2 separate regions of the Mus musculus genome follow, and region 1 is linked to region 2. Evidence: chromatin contacts called from public HiChIP or PLAC-seq data. All regions are on one chromosome and are shown on one strand. Each heading gives the region's core, a stretch centred on a gene start, on an enhancer-like site or on the middle of the called end of the contact. The rest is flanking DNA. Distances are from core to core; before and after follow the strand shown.

Evidence for each region. HiChIP or PLAC-seq counts read pairs in DNA pulled down with a chosen protein or histone mark.
Region 1: an H3K27ac HiChIP or PLAC-seq map of the NIH/3T3 cell line shows a contact between it and region 2, with 5 times the contacts expected there. The contact joins two enhancer-like sites. A contact is called at or near these places in 2 of 115 datasets of contacts at active chromatin or transcription factors (CD8 T cells and the NIH/3T3 cell line) and 3 of 9 other capture datasets (adipose tissue, liver and pancreatic islet).

What each region holds. Positions count from the first base shown.
Region 1 is chr5:53,629,655-53,636,102 of GRCm38.p6, forward strand. Rbpj (recombination signal binding protein for immunoglobulin kappa J region) reads left to right here. Exons shown (of 11, transcript NM_001080927.2): 3 at 6,308-6,403. Among named protein-coding and RNA genes, the nearest start is that of Rbpj, 42 kb to the left of the region's middle. Within about 2 kb of position 2,642, at least 23 of the 459 cell types and tissues checked have an H3K27ac peak or open chromatin away from gene starts, as enhancers often do. A contact at or near this core is called in the NIH/3T3 cell line, where this site is marked.
Region 2 is chr5:53,380,362-53,386,510 of GRCm38.p6, forward strand. No RefSeq gene overlaps it. Among named protein-coding and RNA genes, the nearest start is that of Gm40303, 120 kb to the left of the region's middle. Within about 2 kb of position 1,355, at least 89 of the 459 cell types and tissues checked have an H3K27ac peak or open chromatin away from gene starts, as enhancers often do. A contact at or near this core is called in the NIH/3T3 cell line, where this site is marked.

The DNA of each region.
Region 1 (6,448 bases), core at 1,392-3,891, 250 kb after region 2:
TTGAGAAGAGTTTTTGCTATCCTAGGTTTTTTGTTATTCCAGATGAATTTGCAAATTGCTCCTTCTAATTCGTTGAAGAATTGAGTTGGAATTTTGATCCCCCATCATTTTAAAAGAAAACCTAAGGTTTACTCACTTTTATGGTGATATACAGTGTTCTCATTAGGTAAAGCTAATTTTACAGTCTATATTCTTAATATATTTCAAAGAATTAACTTAAAAATTATAAAATAAAGAAACCAGTGGTTTTACAGTTTCATTCCTCGACATTGACCTTTTTTTAAAAATCCATTTTCCAAGGGAGGGAGGGAGGGAGGAAGAGAGAGAGAGAGAATGAGTGAGTGTGTTTCTTTTTCTTTAGAAGACTGGGATCTATCTGTACTGTTGTCCTGCATTCTTTAAACCCACGATGTATTTATTATATTGCCTTAGACTTGCAGAGTTCTCTGTAATAGCTCTGTGGTGTTCTGTTGTATTTACATTCTTCTTGGTTCATATTGATGGCTGCTTAGGCTACTACCAAGTAATTACCACTACTAAGACATTTCTTGAAGACAGTTGTGGGTTGCCACATGGTAGTGCACACCTTTATTTAATACTATACTCAGGAGGAAGAAGCAGACAGAGCTCTGTGTGTTCAAGGCCAACCTGAACTACAAAGTGAGTCTCAGACCATCCAAGGCTGCATAATGACATCAAAGAAAGAAAGGAAGGATTGAGGGAAGAAAAAAAGAAAAGAAAATTGTATTAAAAGTTTTAATAAATTGTATTAAGCCACAGAAGATGGTTTGAAGACAAATTTGGGACATCTTAATCAAATGATGATACAAAATATTAAAACCCTAAAATCAGTCTTTATACAGTGAGCATTCATAATCTGAAAATCCGAAGTCTGATATGCCCTAGAACCCCTTTTTAAGTTCCAAAATAATGGCTTAAAACGTTTCAGATTTTGGAACATGGATTTATGATGCTCAAATACTCATATCTATGAAAATATTCCAAAATAGAAAAGCAATAAAATCCTCTATAATCTGAAATACTTCTGGTCCCAAGGACTTTGGAAAAGAGGTAACATATTGAGATAGTTGTTTGTCCATCTCAGTGTTTATACTTATTTAAGTATCACAGAACTGTTATTGAGGAGCTAACAAGGGGGTGGAACTCAGTGAGTGTGTGTCTCTTTCCTGAAGACCTCAAGAGTGGGACAACAGCGCAGATCTGCAGAACAGTCTTCGCCAGACTTCTTGTGTCACACACACACACACACACACACACACACACACACACACGTAAGAAAGCTACCCACAACTGAGGGGGGAAAACTGGAAACAAACCACATCTAAAGGCTATGAATTGTGCCTGCTTTCAATAGTCAGAATAAAAATCCCACAATCAAGTCTGTCTTGGTAGAATTATCCCCAGACTAAATTGTGCTTTGGTTTCATCTAACTGTCACAGAATAGAGTCAAAGACTGAAATTCCAAGAAACTCAGTTTAAAAAAAAAAGTTCAAGAGCAGAGGAGTAAGACAGTGAGACCCTCTGAGCTCCATCAACCAGACAGGTCAGTAGAGGAGCAAGAACTGTGGGGTGCTGGAAACAGCAGGGCTCTATCGGCCACACAGAGAAGCTGCACATATAATCATCCGTGAGAAGAGAACCAATCCAGACTAACCCAGAAGTGTCTATTGCAGGAGCTAAGACTCAGCCGGATTCAGTGCTGGGTTCTTATAGAGTGCTTAAGGAAGAAGCCTTTAGATACCTTCCTAAATGTTGGGAAAGAGGATCTATCTAGTTCTAGTTCAATCTGAGGACAGAACGCTGTTACCTAAGGATGGCAGTGCTCATATGCTACTAAAACACAGAAAGCACAACTATAGACTAACATCCATTTGAACAAAGACTTCTGTTCAGAAGTTCAAAAAAAAGAATGAACTCTGCATACACATGTTCTAGAAAATAGCTGCTCTTGCTGACAGACAGGCTACAGATGAGTACTGTTGTTTCCCGAATGGGAAAACGCAGAAGGGATTTCAGAGACCCAGAAGAACAGCTTTGGGGAACTGAGAATATCCTGTTGTTGCAGTGTAGTATAGTGTGCTGGTGCTAAAGCCACCACATGGTAGGCCACCTAGATCTCATTAAAACTCTTAACATTTTAGTAATCTTTTTACATCAGAGATAGCCCGGGAGACTAGCATATCTGCTTCAGGAGAATTCGGGTAAGCTTTGCTTCTCTCCTGAAGTGCTTCTGCTTTAGGAAAACAATGTCTTATTTGGGAAAAAAAATATTTTAAGAGGTTTGTGTCCACTGTGTTGTAGGGGGAGTATAATGTGGGGGCCATGTCTTCTTTTAAGGAATGTTCAAAGCCTACCCTGCCTTGTTCTGTCTTATATTTCCCAAAGTAAGCAGTATTGGTGGGAGAGTCTCTAATGAGGCCTGGGGAAATCTTTTTTTTTTCAAAAAGGATTTATTTATTTACTTTGTGAGTCATGTGGTTGCTGGGAATTGAACTCAGGACCTTCTGAAGAGCAGTCAGTGCTCTTAACTGCTGAGTCATCTCTCCAGCCCTGCCTGAGGAATTCTTTATACATGACTTAAATTTTTAGTCAAAAGCACAAATAAGTGGTGTAAAGAGTACACTATTCAACAGGACTGGATTTGCTTTTTAAGAATTGTATGTGTGTGTGACGCTACACTGTGTTTGTGGAAGTCAGAAGACAGTTTGAAAAAAGGGAATCGTCTCACCGTCCATGGATGGGCCCCAGGGGTAGAAGCCTACACATTCTTTCAGAGATAGTTTTGTTATTTTTCCTCCCTCTATAACTGCAAGCTTGGAGCTGCTAACTAATGTTCTTGCTAAAATTTGTTGAGTAGCAGAGGATTTTCCTTGTGAGGTTTATCAATATTTTATTTTGTGTAATTGATAGAATAAGTATATATTCTCTTGTTCAAAATATCTTCTTTCTGTTACTGGGAGTAATACTTTTCACAGAGCCTGTCTCTTTCATGGAGACATCTCTCTGCTCTTAAAATCCTGTGCCTGAGACTCGTGAACCATGTATTTTTGTTGACCTAAGCAAGGTTTATGTTTGAAAAGTGTTTAGTAGCTAGCTCTCTCTCTCTCTCTCTCTCTCTCTCTCTCTCTCTCTCTCGCTCGCTCGCTCGCTCGCTCTTGGTGGTGGGGGCACACGTCAGTGGCTGTGTCTGGAGATCAGAGGACAACTTTCAGGAATTAGGTTATCTTTCACAGTTGTCAGGTTTGCATCACAAGCACCTCTACTTGCTGAGCCACCTGCCTGGCCTCCGTCTCTGTAGTAAGATGCTGTTCTTATGTTTTAATCCGTTCATTCTCATATTAAGAAAGACAAGCATTATCAATGTGCTTATAGATTTGGTAGATGTGCTGTACTGAGTTGAATGAAAAGCTGTCACCTCAAAGGAATGAAAGACAGGTTTAATCTATAGCAAAATATAAGTGACCATGGTCCAGAAACATTCATTGAGGTTTCTCCAAATACAACATGCTGACATCAAAGCAGTTTCATGGAATTTTTATGGTAACAGAACAAAGAAAGTTGTAAATCAAGAGATTTAGAAAATACATAGTTATATCAGGGAAGCAGGTTACAGCAGGAGAGGAGATAGGCTGCCTTGTATGCCATCTGACATTTGTGGTCTTTTGATTGGTGGAAAATTGAGGTTTTGTTAAGTTAATAAATTCTAAATCTAGTAGCAGGAGCCGGCAAAAGGTGTTGGTGGGGATATGATCATATAGTAGACTAATGATAGCCCCAAATAGATTGTAACTGGACTCTGAAAAAAAATTTCAACCTCCCCATGTTTTTGGTTTGGTCAGTCAGCCTATGCAGACAAATTCTTCCCAAAAGCCTCTTGCTCACAGTGCATTGAGGCTTAAGTCAGAAGCCTAAGGCAGTGTGCATCCCCAGGTCTTAGCAACATGCCTACAAAGCTTTCATGGGACCCCATGCTCACTCTCTCCTGCAGCATGTGTATATAGTTAAGAGCTTGGAACGGCTCTTAACATTGACAACAGTAATGATACCTATAGCTTGCTTACAGGACCTCCTTGTTGGGAGTTGGGGCTAACTGGCTTTTAGGTTTGTTATTTTTTTTTTCTCTTTTCCAGTAACTTCACGGAGGAGAGAAACCTCAGATTCAAGAGTAACAGAGTTAAGATTTAGACCCTTGTTTCATAGCTGAGATGTGGCTTAGCCGTTGTACTACCAGTGGTACAACTTTGTCCTTGAGATAGCTAAACTTTAATTCCTGCCTCTTCTGTATCATTTCAGGAAAGTAACTTAACTGTGTTTGGTTATGTTGGTTATATTAATATGCTTGCTTAGAAAAGTTAACCAGCACAGCCTCATTTCACAGTTTCAGTCTTTTTTTTTTTTTTTAAACATTCCAAATGTTGTCTCCCCCACACCCCCCATCCCCTGGAGTCCTATTCCTCCCTCCCTTCCTAGCAGCATCAATCAGTTCTCTAAGATGAGCTGCATCCTCTCCCACTGGGCCTGGGCCCTCAATCCAGCCTGGGTATCAAGTACAAGAACTGAGGCAGAGCTCTTTTACTTGAAGCCTCTGTTGTGTGTCTGGGAAGATAAGAAAAGCAAACACATAACCTGATAAACATATAAACAAATAATGACTAAGTGACATGGCAGAGATCATACTGTTAGTAGAATGTAATTTAGAAAATGTGCTTGCAGTTCAAGTTCCATGACTGGGACCTGTGTACAAATTTTGACAGGGTGTTGGACTTCTCTCAACTTTTGTTTTTATCTTGTTTTGGTTTTTCCTTTTTTTCATGTGTATTACGGTGGGACCTGTGTACAAATTTTGACAGGGTGTTGGACTTCTCTCAACTTTTGTTTTTATCTTGTTTTGGCTTTTCCTTTTTTTCATGTGTATTACGGAATCTTCCTCAGTCTCTCTTCCACTTTCACCATGCCTGTATACCTGGTCTTGCTCCAGGGATCTCCTGGCTCTGCCTTCAAGGCAAGGAATTACAGGCGGGTCGCCATGCTCACCTGGCATTTTGATGAGGTCTGGGAATCTGGCCCTCTTGTAAAAGTTTTAGCCACCAAGCCATATCCTCAGCTGCTGTTTTTTATTTTATAATCTCCACCCCCATCTTATTCTCTGAGCTGTCACTCATCTCCAGTAGTTATGCCCCAGTACCCTTGCTATTGGCAGTCTGTTCAATACTGAGAGAGATCCTGTGCATGGTCCTCTGTCCCCTACTCCCTGACCTAGGTAGACACCTGTTTCAGCACTGGCTCTGCCATGCCCTTGCTAGGAGTGCACTGCTCCATTCGGTTCTGTGCCTTCAGTGGAAGAGGTCCATACTCTGCCTGCACTGTGTACACTTTCCATGCCTTGCAGCTAAAACATTTTTCTCAGTAAGAATAAATGTCATTTTGGTTTTCTCATTAGACCCCTTTAGCCACCCTGAACCAGGTGGCTCTTAGCTCCTGTATTCAGATTCTGAAAGTAAAAGCTGGGTGAGGCTCTGTGGTTTATCCAAGGAGTTCAGTGTAAAAGTGACACAAATCTATAATTCCCTACATTTAATGACTTGATGACAGCTGACAGTTTTGACTGTCATTTGGATTGTCTTTATTTATAATGTAAGTTAAATTTAATTTAAATTTATTAAAAATATTCATTGATTATCCTGACTTTAATTTTGTGATATGTAAAATATCTCAAGACTTGATATTCTACTTAAACCTGTAGAGTTTTTTTTTTTCCCCTCCTATGTGGCACTTAACTTAGGTAAATAAATATATATATACATTGAAATTTTTATAAAACATTACTTAATAAGCATGTGGCAGTTTTCATTTGATATAATGTTCAATTTTTTGAACGTTTAATATGTTTCAAAATTTTCAATTAGCATCTTTTTAATATATTTAACAAAATCCTTTGGGAGACTGTTAGTTTCGGGTCAGGCAGTAGAAGTTTGGGTGATTTGATGTTTGGTTGTGACTTAAGGGAGAAGGTAGAGGAGCAAGATAAGCTATAGAGAAAGTCAGTTAACTATATTACCAGTGTAAACGTTAATTGTATTTTAACAGCCAAAATGCAGAGTGAAGGTGGGTTTGTATTTCCTTAGCACAGGATCTTTTAAGGAAGCTCATGCAATTGTTTCTGGTTTTGTGTTTAAGTTTGTTTGTTTAAGAAATGTTCATAAGCATTCCTCTCATCTGCTAGAGTGAAAGAAGGCTTTGACAAAAACACCCTCCCTACAATAGTAATTTTATATTTGATTACAGGGAAGCTATGCGAAATTATTTAAAAGAACGAGGGGATCAAACAGTGCTCATTCTTCATGCAAAAGTTGCACAGAAGTCTTACGGAAATGAAAAACGGTAAGATTATTGAGCATTTGGGGCAAATAGTGCTTATTTTATAAT
Region 2 (6,149 bases), core at 105-2,604:
TCCTCCTGCTGCTGGCCGCCTTCCACGGAGCTGAAATTAAATCCCAGTGTAACGGTAGAGCCAGCCTGGGAGGTGTGGAAAAGTGAATTCTGGAAGTTCATTCATTCACATCCTTTTATACCACAATTGACATGACAGCTAAAAAAAAAAGATACATTTGAGGACTTAGAGCAAGCTAGATTAAGTTCCAGTTTTGCTTTCTTGGGTCTGGGAGATGGCTCAGTGGCTCAGAGTGCTTGCTGTCAAAGCTGGAAAATCTGAGTTCAAATCGCCAGCACCCACTCAAAGGCTGAGCTTGACTGTGCCTGCCTGTAACTGCAGTGGGTGGAGACAGGGGGATGCTGTGAGCTCTGCAGCCAGCCAGACACCCTGTCTCAACAAATAAGATGGAGAGCCATAGAGGGTGGTTCCTGCACTCTCTTCTGACCTCTGCGTTACACGTCTGTATGTTACACAGACACGCATACCCTCACATACGCATGCATATACACCATACCATACCACCCATGCCTCCTGTCCACCAGTTACCTTGATTTCCTTACTAAAAGTAAGGAGAGTAGCAACCTCCAAAGCCAGAATCGTGAAGCCAGAAGTGGTTCAGAGCCCAGCACAGACTAAATCCCTAGTAATTATTCCACAATTTGACCACACCCAGGTCAGGGGAAACATGGAGCTTGGTGTGGACACCCCGGCTCATGCTGGAGTTCTGTGGCCACCACCTTCTCAAACACTCATTCATCCATTGAATGGGACAAAGGGGACAATAGTGATGGCCGTATCAGGGACCACTCACAGCAGGGCGAGGAGCAAGGAAGCAATGTATGCAAAGCACATTCTGCATCGCTGAAAGAAAGACTGTGGAAAGACTCTTGGTTGTCTTTGGAAACCCCCATATGGTCCTCTCCCTTTGGAGCACAGGCTTACACACTGCACGTTGTCATTAGGCACAGAGAAAGAAACAGCAGAAACCCAACCTTCAAAGGTCTTTGGTGCTCTAGGGGGAAGATGGGACCAACACAAATAAAGCATTCATTAAAAAACAAAAATGACATGTCATATACACACATACTGTAGATAATCACTAACAGCCGCGTGGAGACATGAGCAAGGCTGTGGGACTATGCCAGAGTGCCTGGGACGACATCTGAGAAGTTTCTGGAAAGAAGGGGAATTTCGGAAGGATGGAGGTCAGTCCCTCTAGAGGGGAGCTACATTTCATTCTCTGCCAGTCTTACCTGTCCTTTTCCCTAGAACATAGTAGGTGCCTTATGTTGGCTCCCTGAATGAGAACAGGAAATGGCACGAGGGAACTCCAGGGAGGGTGTGGACAAACAGTGGGCTGGTGACTCAGAGGGGAGCTGAGCGCTCCGTGGAGTTTATTTTTCTTTCGTGTTCTCTGCCAGAGGCTGGCCCATGATAGACCCAGAGGGCCAGTTTTCCTTTGGAGAGAAGGAGTCGGGAAGGCGAATTCTATTTATGTAGTCTGGTTACATCTCACTTTTGTATATTTCTTAAGTACACAAATCCTTCCTAATACCAGGATCTCAATATGAAGGAAAAAAAATCCCCCCTCCCGCCCAGTGGACAGAGACAGTCTTGTTGTGCCTGCTTAGGGACAGTTATGTGGCATCGTGATGCATCTTCTTGGTTGAGCTGAAGGTGGCTCTGCAGAGTCTCCTTTCCTGGGTGTTCGGCCAGACAGGAGAGTAGAGCTAGGAGAGAAGTCTGCCTGAGGTTTGGAGGACAAGCCTGGCCAGCAGGCTTCCACGGCTGCTAGAGAGCAGTGGCCAGCCTTGTGCGTTCACTGTGCCTGGGTTCACTTTCACTGTCCACAAGGTCTTGCATACAGATCTCATGACAGCTTTGGAGGAGTGGAGGCACTGACTCGACTCCTGTCCATCCTCACATCCTCACAGGCTCCAAGTTCTCTTTTACATCTGCCTTTGCTTTCCAGCTTCCCAGCCCCTGACCTTCATGATGCTCTGGCAGCCCTTTAGAGGTGCTTAGCGAGTCACTGGATGCAGAGAGTCAGTTTCTATTGAAAACCACTGAATCACACTCATCTTCAGGACCCTTGGATGGTGATTATTCAGCCTCTGAAAGACTCCTGCCTGGTACCAGTGCAGTGTCTCCAGTCTGAGAATGGATCCTAGTGCTATGTGCCAAAGAGAGTGCTCCCAATCCACTCAATGGTGATTGATTTGGGGACAAGTTTGTGACCTGGAACACCAGTGGCAGCTCCAGGGAAATCTTTCTTTGATCGGACACCTGGATGCAGAGACAGGTGGCCATCAGCTGAGTGTGATGGCCCAAACCTAGAATCTTAGTCCGAATCAGAAGATGGAGCAGGAGAAGCAGGAATGTAAGTCCGTCTTGTATTACATTAGGGTATCTTTTAAAAAAGAAAAAAGAATATGAGAGGTATAAGGGGCAGGAAGGCTGTATGTTACTAAATCTGGATATTGGCATCATATCTGGACAGGTTTAAACATGCTAGGCCCAGAGAGTTGCACTATTAGGAGGTATGGCCTTGTTGGAGGAAGCATGACACCTTGGGGGTGGGCTTTGAGGCCCTCCTCCTAGCTGCCTGGAAGCCAGTCTTCTCCAGGCTGCCTTTGGATCAAGATGTAGAACTCTCAGCTTCTTCAGCACCATGTCTGCCTGTAAGCTTCCATGCTTCCCACCGTGATGATAATGGACTGAACCTCTGAACCTGTAAGGCAGCCCCAGTTAATTGTCCTTTATAGAGTTGCCTAGGTCATGGTGTCTGTTCACAGCAGCAGTAACCCTAACTAAGAGACAAGACAAGGACCAGGATAGAGGGAGGAGATGAGAAGAGCATGAGCCCCCATCATACGGTCAAACTTTCTAGAAATTGCTACCTTGTAGTTCCACTTACGGGAGAAGATATATTTTCCCACTGTTTAAGATGGCTTCTTTCTCCCCATCTTCTCATTTAAAAAGTTAACTTTTAAAGTTTGTGCACATGTGTGTATCTGTCACAACTGTGTAGGCCTTTAGAGGCCAGAGGAGAGCATTAGATTCCCTGAAGCTGGAGTTAGAGGCTATTGTGAGCTGCCCAGTGGAGGTGCTGGGGTCTGACTTGAGGCCTGTGAAGAGTGGCAAGCACTTTAACTACTGAGCCAGCTCCCTAGCCCCTTCTTCTTTTAAATCTACTTTCTCTTTCTCCCTCTCTCCCTTCCCCCCCCCCCTTCTTTCTGTATGTATGTGATATGTTGAGGGACATTCCCATGGCCACCGGAGGACAACTTTGTGGAGGTGAATCTCCTCTTCCACCTTTGCCTGGGTTGTGGGATAGAAATCAGTTTATCAGGCTTTTGCTGGACTCACCTTTATCCATAGAGCCATCTCTCCCACCCCGGCTTCCTACTTGAAGCCAGAAGCATCTCCATCAAATTTTTTTAATCCCAGCACTCAGGAGGTAGAGGCAAATAAATCTCTGTGAGTTTGAGGCTAGCCTGGTTCAGGACAGCCAGGATTACATAATGAAAGCCTGTCATACACACAACACACACACACGCACGCACACGCGCGCACACACACACACCATATACATACACATAGGCTAGAAGGGCCCCTCTCCACTGGCTTTACCTGTCTCTCGTCTCTAGCTTGGCTTCTGCTCTGTGCGGAAATATATTTAAAATATTTAAGGAAACGCTTATAATTTAGTGTGTGTGTGTGTGTTTGTGCATGCACATACGTGCTACAGTGTGTATGTGGCAGTCAGAGGACAACTTGCAGGCATCGAGTCTCTCCTTCTACTGTGTGGGTCCTGAGGGTTAAACTCAAGTCATCAGACTTGGCAGCAAGCCTCTTTGCCTGCTGAGCCTTCTCACTGGCCCTTCTTTTTCTGTCTCATGCCAGCGGGCTCCTGTTTGGTTTTGCCAAGAAGAAACACCGATAAAAACTGGGAAGACCTCCTTTTGTCTTCCAGTGTGTAGCAGATCGTCTCCACCAGGAGCCCACAGCCTCATAGGTATCTCTTCCCAACTCCTGTCAGTCTCCTCTAGTCTCTTTACCGAGTCACAGGAGAACACCAGCCACGCACCCTCAGGAACAGTGGGCTAGCTGCTCGGGTTCCTTCATCTACTGAGCTCTTGGTGACATCAGAACAACCCCTAGACCACCATCTTGGGAATATGGATACTAGATTCTTGCCACCTGCTTGCAGGACCCTCCGAATGCAAGCTCTGTGGTTTCTTTCAGACCAGCACTAGCAATCCATGAGACCCTCGTCCAAGGTTCCAAGTTCTGATAATCAGCCGCTCCACAGTTAACTCCGTTACCTGTGAATTACCTGTCTCAGGGGTGCCCCAGCTCCCTTATTTTGATGGCTCCATGTAGGCTATGGGCTGAATACTGTAGATGTGTGTCCTCTAAAAGTTCTGATGTTGGAAGCTTGGTCACCACTGTGTGAAGTTAAAATGGAACCTTTCAGGTGGTGAGGATAATTGGAAGTCATTAAGTCAAGGGGCTGGAGGCAGCCTTCTTAAATGAATTAAGGCAGTTTCAGCTGGACACTGTGTTCATTATATGAGAGAGCTGTTGTCCTAGTAGCCTAGAGTCATATGAGAAGAAAGCCTCAGCTGAGAAATTACCCACATCAGGTTGACCTGTAGTGTGTGTGTGTGTGTGTGTGCGCGCGCGCACGCGCGTGCGTGCGTGCGTGCGTGCGTGCGTGTGTGTGTGTGTGTGTGTGTTGGGAAGGATTGTTTTGACTATTAATTGATGCAGGTAGTCACAGCCCACTATGGGCAGCACCATCCTTAGGCAGGTGATGCTGGACTCTACAAGAAAGCTAAAGCATGAACCTGAGAGAGTAAGGTTCCTCCATAGTTTCTCCTTCAAGTTCTTGCTTGAATTTCTGCCCTGATTTCTCTGTGATAGACTGTGACCTGGAAGTGTAAACCAAATTAATCCCTTCCTCTTCTAAGTTGTGTTGGGTCAGAGCATTTTATCACAGCAATGGAAAGTAAGCTAGGACAGTTGTTGCACAGAAAGCCTAGTACTCTAGCTTCCTTTCTTGCCATCTGGTCTCCTGCTCGCATGCACTCAGATGCCATGATCTGAGGCACCTATTGGGACCCTCACCAGAATCAAAGCTATGCTGTCTCACATTGCAGTCCTCATCCCTGTAACATATGTAAAACTTCCTTTTAAAAAGTGCCTTGTATATATTTGTTTTATGAACAGCAAGCAAACTCTTTCATTAATTCCTGTATTGCAAAATATGTCAGTTTCTCTTCCCTTCACCCAGCCCCAAGACAGTAAATGTATTGAGTCATTTGATCCAGAGGCACAGGTCAAGGAAATTCTTCTCATACCCTTTGTTCCAGAGGCTTAATTATGACAGGGCTCCACTCTACTACCTGAAATTTTCTCAGCACTGATGTCTCATGACTGAATTATTTTCGGGATGACTGCCTTCCAAGTAGCAAAAGTGGCTGTAGCAATGCTCTTCTTCACTCAATGACTCTGTCCCACATTTCCAAATACTAGATTTGAGTATCACTTGGCTTATATTAACTTCCTCCATCTGGGACAGTCACTGTGACTAAGGCATGTTGATGGCTCCTGTCCTGAAAAAAAGATGTGGCCAACCTCATGAACCACTGGATCCACAAAAGGGAGTCCTGACTAGATGCAGGGAGCCCTCCCCCCGTTAACATATAAGATCGTGCTATTTTTGCTATGTAGTCTTAGATAGCCTGGTACTTACTAGTCCAGGATGACCTTGAACTCATAGAAATCCTCCTGCTTCTACCTCCTGAGTTATGGTATGTGCCCCGCTGAGACCATTTTTATGTTTTCCTCCTGTGTTGTCCAGAGCACCTTCAACTTCGTGTTGCTATTATGACTGATTTTTTTTTTTTTCGGTATATTTTTGTGGCTGGTTCCTTGATTTCTTAAGGCATGACACCTTTAAAACATATAGCCAAAGATAATGTTTTTTTTTTTTTATGTGTTCTGGTTAGTGTGTGTGTGTGTGTGTGTGTGTGTAAGTTGACACAAACTAGAACTATCCAGGAAGAGGAACTTCAAGTGAGAAAAATACCTTTATCCAGATTGCTTATAGGTAAGACTATGGGATGTTTCATTGATTAATGTTTGATGTGAGAGGGAGC